2 separate regions of the Mus musculus genome follow, and region 2 is linked to region 1. Evidence: chromatin contacts called from public Hi-C data. All regions are on one chromosome and are shown on one strand. Each heading gives the region's core, a stretch centred on a gene start, on an enhancer-like site or on the middle of the called end of the contact. The rest is flanking DNA. Distances are from core to core; before and after follow the strand shown. Region 1 overlaps Colgalt2 (collagen beta(1-O)galactosyltransferase 2). Region 2 holds the start of Rgl1 (ral guanine nucleotide dissociation stimulator,-like 1).

The links. Hi-C and Micro-C count contacts between places; a contact is called where the count stands out from the background.
Region 2: a Hi-C map of uterus shows a contact between it and region 1. The contact joins the promoter of Rgl1 here to the enhancer-like site in region 1. A contact is called at or near these places in 3 of 484 Hi-C or Micro-C datasets (embryonic stem cells and uterus) and 1 of 115 datasets of contacts at active chromatin or transcription factors (embryonic stem cells).

What each region holds. Positions count from the first base shown.
Region 1 is chr1:152,416,408-152,422,025 of GRCm38.p6, forward strand. The region is part of intron 1 of Colgalt2 (collagen beta(1-O)galactosyltransferase 2); the gene reads left to right. Among named protein-coding and RNA genes, the nearest start is that of Colgalt2, 19 kb to the left of the region's middle. Within about 2 kb of position 1,369, at least 28 of the 459 cell types and tissues checked have an H3K27ac peak or open chromatin away from gene starts, as enhancers often do. A contact at or near this core is called in uterus, where this site is marked.
Region 2 is chr1:152,621,553-152,626,765 of GRCm38.p6, forward strand. It overlaps Rgl1 (ral guanine nucleotide dissociation stimulator,-like 1), which reads right to left and starts at 3,665. Exons shown (of 18, transcript NM_016846.4): 1 at 3,432-3,665; 2 at 2,266-2,376. The coding sequence starts at 3,458.

The sequences.
Region 1 (5,618 bases), core at 119-2,618:
GGCAGCAAAAGCCAGAGCTCTGAAGAGAAGAAACACAGTGTGGAGAATGTTGTGAGAACAGCCTGCTCCCGAGCTGACAACTGGGGAAGCCATTGCAGCAGCACTAGGGATAACACACGTGCTTCGTGAGTGGACACGATGCAGATGTCCCGTTATAGTTGACAGTTTTTATTGCAAACAAAATAAGCAAGCAGAACTGGTCTCTAGAATGGTCCCTCTTTCACTGTGGTAAAGATATAAATGGAGGTGTGACATCTGCAGTTGTGACGGGAAACAGTTTGTGTGCTTGTTCTCTGTGAAGACTGCTGGTCAGCCCTGCAGGCCAGTGTACTCTGCTCAGTCCACTCCGTGGTGAGGGAAGTAGCTTTTTTATGAGATATACGGGTTAGAGAAGTGGCTCTCAACCTGTGGGCCACGACCCATTTGAGGGGGTGAATGATAATCCCCCCTTTCACGGGGATTGCTTACTATCATCCGATAACACATGACAACTCATCACTATTGCAAAATTACAGATATGAAGTAGCAACGGAAATAATTTTATGGTTGGGGGCCACCACACCATGAGGGACTGTAATAAAGGGTCACAGCATTGGAAGGTTGAGAACCACTGGGTGAGAAGACCCAGGTCCAGTCCCAAGAGGCTAATGAGCCATGGGAGAAGGTTTTACTTTACTCTGCTGCCATTACCTGGCCTGTGGGTTGGAGAGGTGGCTCAGTGGTTAAGAGCACTGACTGCTCTTCTGAAGCTCCCGAGTTCAAACCCCAGCAACCACATGGTGGCTCACAACCATCTGTAATAAGATCCGACACCCTCTTCTGCTGTGTCTGAAGACAGCTACAGTGTACTTACATATAATAAATAAATAAATCTTTACAAAAAACCAAACCAAACCAAAACAAAACAAACCAAAACAAAACAAAACTAAACTAAAACCCGGCCTGTGTCTCACTCTTCTGAGGCCAAAGTAGGAACACTATGAAGGGTCACTGTGACATGAAGCTGGGTAAGGCTGTCTTCCTTGCCAATGCCTGACTGTTAGGAACCGAAGAAAGTCAGAAGAAAGATATGGGAGTCCCTACCTTCTGATTCTGAGCCTCTATCCTGCAAGAGAAGGCAAAGAAAGAAGGAAAAGAATATTCTTTTTTTCAGGGTGTTCTCATTGGTGACCCTAACTTACCTGCGTGGGCTTTGGTCTCCAAAATCAACTCTTCCACTTCTGAACACCAGGGACTGAGAAGGCAGATCCCTTGGGCTATCAGAAGTGCCCTGAGAAAGCCCTGTTCCCTGGCTGCCTCCCTCAGCTCCCCTGCTCTTGGCTGCTTCTCTGACCCTCTCCAGCTGTAAGCCGTCTGCCTGCAGTCCTTACGGCCAGTGCCAGATGTTTGAGCTTCTGGATGTTTTAGGAGGTCTTGGTAACACTGAACTCTGGGGCCTAGGCGTGTTAAACAGACAATGTTTTTAGTGACTGTTTTTTATTCTGATCTCATAGCACGTGGGGCTCCACAGATGGGAGACAGCCATTTCTGCTCTGAAATAACGTCAGCTCTTGAAGCCTGGTCCCTCTTCTGAGTGTGTGAGATTTGATGTTTTGCTCATCTGTATAATACCTGTCAAGTTGCAGATAATGAATTGGCCTGGCATCCTGTGGCTCTGAGGGAAAGAGCAAATAGTTTCCCTGAGAGAGAGACACTTTGATGCTTTGATGTCAGTGGGCAAACAGCCTGCGAGTCTGCATTTCACTTTCTGAAATCATTTCTCCTTTTGAATCTTTGGAGTTTTCTTATTAATTAAATTTCACTCCTCACTAGCCTCTGAAATTAACTTCATTTTCCTTTCCAACTCTTTCCTTTTGTTTCCAAAGAGCTGTTTTCCCAAGCTATCCTTCATTGGTTTCTTTTACCCATATGGCTGCGTTTGGTGACGCTAGATCTCCTTTCACCCTCTTATCTGAAATGTCGGGGGGTGGGGAGCTATGTGCTCTGTTCACCTTGGAGAAAATGATTAGGATGTTTAAAAGTCCAGACAGATAATTCTTGTTTTCAGAAACTTCAAAAACAAATATTTATCCCTTTTCTCTTTGATCCCCAGGAAGGTAAAGGTTATGGATGGCTGCAGTCTGTAGTTAATTTCACAGTAGGTGGTAAAATCACACACTATCGTTTCCAAACCCCTGAATAATCAATTGTTAACAAATGAGGTCATTTTTTTTAGAAGAACTGCATATGTCATTGTCTCAAAAAAAGACGGGCTACAAGTCTTTCTGAGGACACGCTTCCAAACTCTTGTCTCACCTCTCAGCTTAGTCTGAGCATGGCCTTGATCCCACTTTGACCATTCCAAAAGCTCCACTGTGGCACACCTCCAGCAGTGAGAAAAAACAAAACCAGCAGCCTGTTAGTAACAAAAGAGATGATAGTAAACATTTTAATAATCTTTCAATTTATACTGCCACAAAGATATTCGTATTTCTTTGTGCATGTGTGTAGATACGTTCTCATGTGGAGCGTGCGTACACATGCGTGCATGCATGCCCTGTGTATGGAAGTCAGATGTTAATGTCTTCCTCTGTCTCTTCTCTGCATTTTTCTTTGTCTTCCTTGTTGGCTTGCTTGTTTGCTTTGAGGCAGGATCTCTCACTGAACCCAAAGCCTCCTGATTTCCCTGGTGTAGTCAGCCAGCTTGAAAGGAGAATTCCTCATCCCTGACCTGGAGGGGGCTGGCGTCACAGGCAGGCCACCACATCCAGCCTGCATCTACATGGAACTCCGGATCTCACCCTTGCATGTGAAGTACAGTATCCACTGGATCATTTTCCTGGCTCCAAATTTATATTCTTTCAGCCGCCTGCCCACTGGCTGTATACCAGTGAGTAACTGGCTGTATGTGAATATGCCAGTGAATAAAGTCTTATCTGCCGGGACTCCTGTACCCTCACCACTCCCTGGCATCCCTCCTGCGACCTCTCTCTTTTACTGACATTGGAGCTCGAACCTCACACAGATCTGCACTCAACTCGTATCCTTTCCTAAAGCACCAGGAGGGCTGGCTGGACTCAGTGACCACCTAGCTGGCAGCAGTTGAGGTTTTGGTGAGCTAATGGTTGCCTTCCACTTGCTTCTTTGACCATGTAGCAAAATCTATAAATAAAATAAAATAACAATCAGTGGTGCTTTCTATCCTGCTTTTCATAGTCACACAGACTTAATTTGAACACAGTCCCTTCGATGCCCCTGTTCCTTCAGTTGACACCACAACAAATATCTGGGTTAAAAAGACCTCTCAGATCGGCTCTGGGCTACCTAGCAGTGTCTTTGGGGTTTGCTTCAGTTCGCACTTAAATTCCAAACCTCAACTGGAGATGGTTGGACTCTTTTAAAACTCCCTATTGCTTTCGATTATTTGAGGCTTTAATTTTAAAATTAGGAATAATATCAGAAAACCATGAAGACTGATTGTTAAAAACAGCCTCTTTGGATTGAATATTTATTTTCTGTTTCCTGGTTCATCAGCTTTTATTTCCTAATATATCAATTAATGTAACAGAGAACTTCATCAGGTCTAAATATATATAGGTCAAGGTAACCAATTATTGAGTTAAAAAATTCCCTGTAAATGAAGTTATGTCCTGCATAAATCGTTAGCCTTGTCCAGGGGAAAGTCTCAATAAGTAATTATTTCAGACCAATGAGCTCATAGCTGTCTGCTTGGCAGAGTCCAGTTCTGGTTTCTTCATGAAGAAATAAGTGCCAGGTATTTCTATCTAAGTTTCTGCCCAAGCCTCACAATGCTACTTTAGACCCCAGGAAACTGAGATTTTTTCAGATCAAAGGCACTGGCTTCTCCTGCCTCTTGTACAGTGCTACCAAGAAGGGAATTAATGTTACAAGCCAAAAACCAGAGCAGAGAGAAATGGTTCATTTCTTCAGAAAGGATAATACATGGCTACAGTGACTGTGGAAGGGACATCAGCTGCTCAAATGGGAATGGTCAAATTCAAGATGTTTCAGAGTCTAATCTCTAATAAAATCCAAATGATAATCCGATTGGCTCTAAGCAGAGCCTAGGTCCACGGTGAACTCTGCTTTTTCAAAGCGTACCCCCCCCCCGTCCCGTCCCACCCCCATTTGGAATTCTTTCTGCTTGCTACTGGCAGAGAAACCTTTCTCCCTTCTCTGTTTACTCTGATCCCTGCTGTCTGAAGACTCTTCCACCCTATTAATATCTGGCTTTCGGAGATTGCATATTCATGTCTATAGAGGGTGTCTGTGTTAAACTTGGCTCTAAAGTATCACACCTTTTTAGTTGTATATTTTGTGTAGTGTTCCTGTGTGTATCTTATTAAATGTATAGATTTTCAAGGTAACATGAAGGATGTGTGTAGTCTGAGAAGTTTGTAGTGTTGCTGATTGGTAGCATACAAGAAAAGCGATGAGTCTTGTCTCTTGAAAATACTTCCATCAGACATGAAGCATCTGAGTGAATGGCCCTGTTTTCATAAATGTCTACTTAAAACAAAACTTCTACCAGAGACATTCTAGATAACGGAATGAATTCGACTGAATATCGTCATATGCAGATCAAGGCACACATCCCTTTTTCTATGGAATAATGTGTGAGAGGTTTTTTCCTTGGGAAACAGAACACACACACGTCTACTCACTCCAGCAAGGGGAAACCATAACTGAGCATAATCAGAATAGCACTAAAGTCTAACTTGATGAATAATGAGTTTTTACAGGGGTTACTGACAGCAGTATGTGTGGGGAGTTACTTACAGGAGCAGGGATGATCCTAAAACAGCGGAAAAGTGGAAAGCCCCTGTCCAGCTGGCAAAAGCTGTATTCCTGCAGTTCTCTGCATAGCTCACAGGCAGGGAGCAGGGAGAAATTTCTCCCTGGTGCAGCTCGGCCAGTTAAATTCTCCAAATCCAATAGCTATCTCTCTAAGATTGACAAAGGACCTTCAAGGATCGTGTAAGTGTCCATTATCCCAGATCTACGATGACATTTTGTTTACATCTGAGTCTGATGAGCCTTCCTCTCCTTCCTGGAGGGACTGTTTCAAGTTGAAGGAAACTGTCATACAGCAGGCAATTGCGTGAGATACATCAAAAACTGTTTTAAGACAAGCCGTCTACAGCAGCCTGCAAGCTTGAGCAAGTCATCTACGGTTTAACTCCTCAGGGCCCATGAAGGCACCTGGGATTGACAGTTCAACTTGAAAGAGCTCACACGTGCCACCAACATAGTCAATAGATTGGATAGTTCCCACAATGCTAATGAGATGCAAACTTCAATCAACCATGGTGGAAGAAAGACTAAATCATGATATTTCTGTTCCCACTCTTTAAAGAAAGATCTTGTGAATAGTTGTGAGAAACTGAGACCATATAAAGAAAAATATGAGAAAGCAGACTCACAGCACTGTGTCAGGCAGCTGGTCTGGAAATGCTTTGAGTCTTGGGTTTTTATAGCATTGACTTTTAGAATATGGCAGATTTGTTTTCCTAGTTGAAATACATGCCTTACATATGTTTTTGTGTAAAAGAATTACTTTGGGAGTTGGAGAGGTGGCTAAGGGGTTAATAGCACTTGTTGCTCTAGCAGAGGACCTG
Region 2 (5,213 bases), core at 2,415-4,914, 210 kb after region 1:
TTTAGCCTCTACTATTTCTTAACTACATGACCCCACAGGCAAGCGGGCAGATCACGCTGGGCATTATTTTCTTTGTATATAAAGATGAAAGACAGCATCATAATACCACCTTCCCCATAAAGTTGTTGTCAGATGCCAGTGCGCACGAAGCGTCTTCCCTGCCTTACCTCAACCCCATTAACTCTAAAAGTGTTCACTTTGAAGAATTCTGAATGGGTTACTGGAATGTAGGAAAACAAACACGAGGAAGCCAACTGGGTACCAAAGAAAAGGATTTCATAATTGCTGTGGCTCAATTGGTTGAGTCATATTAAATTAAGCTGGGATTTTTCAAGGACAAAAAAAAAACAGAGCTTCCTCACAGGATACCTAAGACAAGAAATCAAGTGGCATCCCAGGCTGAGAGGTCCAAGGACTGACTTTTGATGAGCAGTGTGGTGTCTGTGAGTCATTTGTTCAAAAGGAGGAGGATAGGATTCCTCTATGAACCAAAAACAAGCTTACATGATCTTTCTTCTCAATATTTCAGATCTACAGTTTACGTCAGAGCCAACCCCTCTGAACTCTATATGGCTATGGAGAGAGGCAGGATGAGAAGGGAAGTGGAGTCAATGAGCAGAATAACTGGTAAGAGTCACTAATGACTTCTGGCATCTAAAGGAAGGACGGTTTATTGGGGGTAGGGTCCCCTCTATTGCTCACACTACAGTCATTGCTACCATATCTGGCTAAATATTAACACTGCCACCCATGCAGCATTTTACATCGTTAGAAAGAGTAGAAAAGCCTGTCACAGTGGTGCATGCCTTTAATTGCAGCACTCAGAAGGCAGAGGGAGGTGAATCTCTGAGTTTGAAGCCAGCCTGGTCCACAGAGCTAGTTCCAGGACAGCCAGGGCTACCCAACACCAATAAATGCAAAGTCTATTTGAAGGCAACTGGTTTAGAGCTTATTAATCATTTACAAATAGCCACACAGGTCAAAACCATAGCAACATCACATTGAAATACTGTATATATACATAAAGCCCCCAAAAGCAACAGAGTGGTTGGTCAGCAGTCTAAACACAGTTAATGTTAGGATCATGTTCTGAGTAAGGTGCTTGCTCAGTAAGTAAAGACCTCTAGTGTTCACTGAGAAAGTGCCTAACTTTGCAGACTACATCTTCAATGTCACTAGCAACTTACCATCCCGGTCAACAGTGTCCTGATCCAAGCATAGTGGCAGGAAAATCCTGACTTAAGGCAGGTTGAGAAGGTCAATGCGGGGGTTGGGGGAGATCCAATGTCAGCAGCCACGGCTAAGGAAGATAGGGCTCCTGGCTTCCTGCCTTTGACTATGAGTCTTACAAGTCATATTGCCTCCGCTCCTCCCAGGAAGCCCCGTGCACTCCGCACTCATCTGGGAACACTGCTCCAAACCCTGTGTGCTCTGAAACTAAGGTTAGTAGGCTGCGATGCAAGCACACACTCCTCAGTGCTTTGAAGACCATTACCCACAAGTCCTGCCTCTCTTCAGACACCGCTATGTTCCTCCCTGTGTCATCTGTAACTACTCTCTCTCCACTCTCCCACATGTTCCTGATCCCACCGCCAGGCTCTCTGCCTTGCATAGTCCCTTCATTTGGGATGTGTTGAAAGATTCATTGGTCGAATTAAGAACTCACATGACCTTCCCCAATAGTTTATGGAAAGCAGATTTTTTCCGAGTGTCTGCCACCGACTCCATACTCTACAGGCAAAGCCCCAAGACTAAGTATATATCAGTCTACTCCCATTCTACAGAAAGGAGGTCACAATGGGAAACCTTGCCGCCCCTCAAAGGAAGCGGGTCTGAATGGCCTCTGAACTTCTGGGAGTGGGGACTGGGCTGTTGGCATCACTGTGTAAGGAGGAGAGAGAGAAAAGGTTATCTTCTGGGCACAGCGGTTTATGACACATGTAGAAGCTAGTAGTGCTCTCTGACCAGGTCTCTGTGTGTCTGTCCTCTTCTGCCACAACACCCCCAGCCTGTTTGCCAAATACCTCAAGATGTTTCCGGAAGGTTCTGAATTATTGACAGACTTAGGGAAGATGCTTAGGAAAACACAAGTCCTAAAACAGACCTGTCCAGCTAGAGCAAACACTTGGCCATCAGCAGTTTCCTTTTTAAGACTAAGGGGGAGAAAAAGGGGATGGGGGGGGCTACCTTGGCTAAATAATAATGATATTCACAGAAGAGCAAAGACACTGTTCCAAAGTTCAAGATCTCGGAAGCGCTACTCACCCCTAGCCATCTCGCTCCTTTATTGGCCGCCTGTTGAATCTGGACTCTTTTGAGGGTGACATGGTAAACAGCTCCTTCCTCTACCTCTTCACCCCAGTCCTGAATCGAGCTCTGCCAGGGACAGGATAAAAAGAAAGAAAAAGAGGGTCGTAGTGTGTGTTGTTGTTTTCTTCCCCCTTGGCTAACCACAATCTATCCCAGCTGCTTCCCTGCTTACAAAGGCTCTCCAAGCCTTTGAGTAAATCCTCCAAACAGAGCAACACAGGACACCCTGCAATAGGCAAGGCTGAGATTTTCTTGGCTGGCAGCCTTTTCCTGCGGTATCAGGAGCCTCCGACTTCTCCCTTCTCTGGTCAGTTACTTTTCCTAACCTAGCCACGTATCTTAAATCATCTTTTCAAGTTTTTTTTTTTCCTTCTTAAGGAAACTGTGGTTTAGTCCTGATCAACTCTGTCCACTTAAGTGAAAGGAAAAAATAACTCATTTGCAAAAACAAGAGTTTATACTTCTCAAAGTACACAAACATTTGAGCAATGTCGATGTTAAACTCCCTCAAACAAGTGTTTTAATACCAAGAGCCCTCTTTGGGAAGTGAAGTTGTACCTCTTTTTCTCCTCTTACTATTTTGAAACCCAAAAAAAAGTTATGTGGGGTATGGAAAGTTTTTATTTCCAGAAAGAAAAAAGGAAAAGAAAAGAAAAGAAAAGAAAAGAAAAGAAAAGAAAAGAAAAGCCCCTCTGGCAAGTGCCGAGAAAGCAAAACATCTTCATGCAGCTTCCACTGAAATTTACACAGCGACCCCCTGGATAGCCATGTCGCCAGCTAAACCTCGGATCTGTGTTAAAGGGCTGCCGCTGGGAAGCAGAGCGCGGCGCCGCTCCCCCAGACTGAGTTCTGTCCTTTCCAAGTTCTGCTCTCCTGACACGCATCTGCCTGTCCCAGACACCCCGCAGGCGATGCCTGAGAACACAGGCATCGTTTCTAGGGAGAAGAGGCACAGAGAGGGGAAGGACACAAAGCAGAATGAGAAAGCTCCTCTTAGAGAGTGGGGTCCGGGTGGCTCTGATCAGTTAGACAGTGCTCCAACAACCCGGCCCGAGAAAGCGGGAGATGGGACGAGTCCCCCAGCAGAGAAGCGTCAGGGGAAGGCGGGGAGCTGGCGTTACCATTTTAGCTTGCCAAAGTAATTTCATTCTCAGTTTTCTTTCCGGCACACGGACGCTGCATGGTGCGCCCTGCTCCGAGGCGGTCGGGGCGTCTCTCTGGCCCGGCTCCGGGTCCCCGCGCTTCCCACGCGCCTTGCTGCCCGACTGCCGCCGCCGCCGCCGCGCGCGACCGGGCCACAAAGGAGCGCCGGCCAGCGAGCAGGCAGCCCGGGAGCCCGCGGCAGCAGACTCCTCCCCGCCGCTCCGTGATGTCAGGCTTTCCTGTTTGTGCTTGTGAGCGCACTCTCCCTTTCGGAAGCCCCGCGGATCAAGGGAGCAAGCAATCGTTTCTCCAGCTCAGAGTGGTGGGGAAACGATGCTTTCAAGTAGACCGCTTCATCGGGGTTTCCTGGTGGCCACCAGGTGACAAAATAGAACCATGTGTGCCATGGGACATGTGCGCAGCCTCCGTCTGCTTTACTGAAGGAAACTGTTAGGGATTAGGGATTCTTGTGTGATCTGCTTGCTATTTGGAATTTACAGCAATTAAATCAGAGTCCCCTCGATTTGGGGGGAAGATTTTCATTAGGATAAAGTCAAAAGCTATCTGGGTATCTAAAAACCGTGCCCAGCGGCTCTACCCTGCCCCGCACCTGCAACTGCCTGGACTTGTTCCTACTGCCCACTCTTGTTTGTGGCTTTCTTGCTTTTTTTTTCTTTTTTTTAAACAAAAGGTGGTCCTGGCTAGCCTTGAACACTTAGAACTTTTCTGGCAATCCTCCTGCCTCTGTCTCTTGAGTGCTGAGATTACAGGCATGCATCAACTCCACCACCCAGTCTGATAAGGCTTACTGGCTACTGCTGGTGAGAGCAGAGAGTTTTGCAGGATCTGACAGTTTGTGACAGAGGCCATAAGTGGTCCTAGGGGTTTCTGGAGCCTCTGTGAGTAGCCATGGGGGGTGTGCACTGTGGGGACACAGAGGGATAATCACTGTAGGGAAAGCCTTTCAAAGGACAATGCTGAAAAGAATTTTATCTTAACACAATAGTCTGTGGGGGACAATACATTACACTTTAAAAGATCTAGTTTCAATAAATCAACAGCAAGAGATAGCCCATAGTCAGGTAGCCAAACTGTACCTGTCAGAACTCCACACCAATTACAAAAATGTCATGTTTTACACATGTCAAACTGAAAAGGACCTCCTCCAGATTGCTGTGCTGAGCTTTGGTTAGTACTGAATATACCATGAGCTGAAAAGTTAGGCAATCAGTGCACTGATGTCTCCAGAAGGGCATCAGAAATGACAGAGGCTACACCAAGCAAGCAAAGGATCTCTGCACACTGAAGGATGTCTTCAAGTCAGTCAAACGCTCCTCATAAAGACCCATGCTTCAGGAGTTCAAGACTGTAGAGAGAATGATCTTTTACAACCAAAGTGGATGTTTCTATAATTTAAATATTAAACACACATACACACACACACACACACACACACACACACACACACACACACACATTCCTTCTGCTGTGCTCAGTACTCAGAACAGAGTGTCCCAGGAGCCAGAGGGAAAACATGTGGCGGCCCTACCTCAGGCTTCTTATCTGCCTCAGGGCCCCAGGTCACACCTAGATGAGTCTCCTTGGTGATTCTGAAGACCTCAAGAGGCAGCCCAGGACAGATGAGCAACACTTCAGTTAATTTCACCACCGCTGTAACCTAATCTGTGCTGCAAGTTTTAAGACTGTTGAAAAACTTCTTCACAAAAGCAGTTTCTTCTCCAGAAATTCCTGGGAAAGGT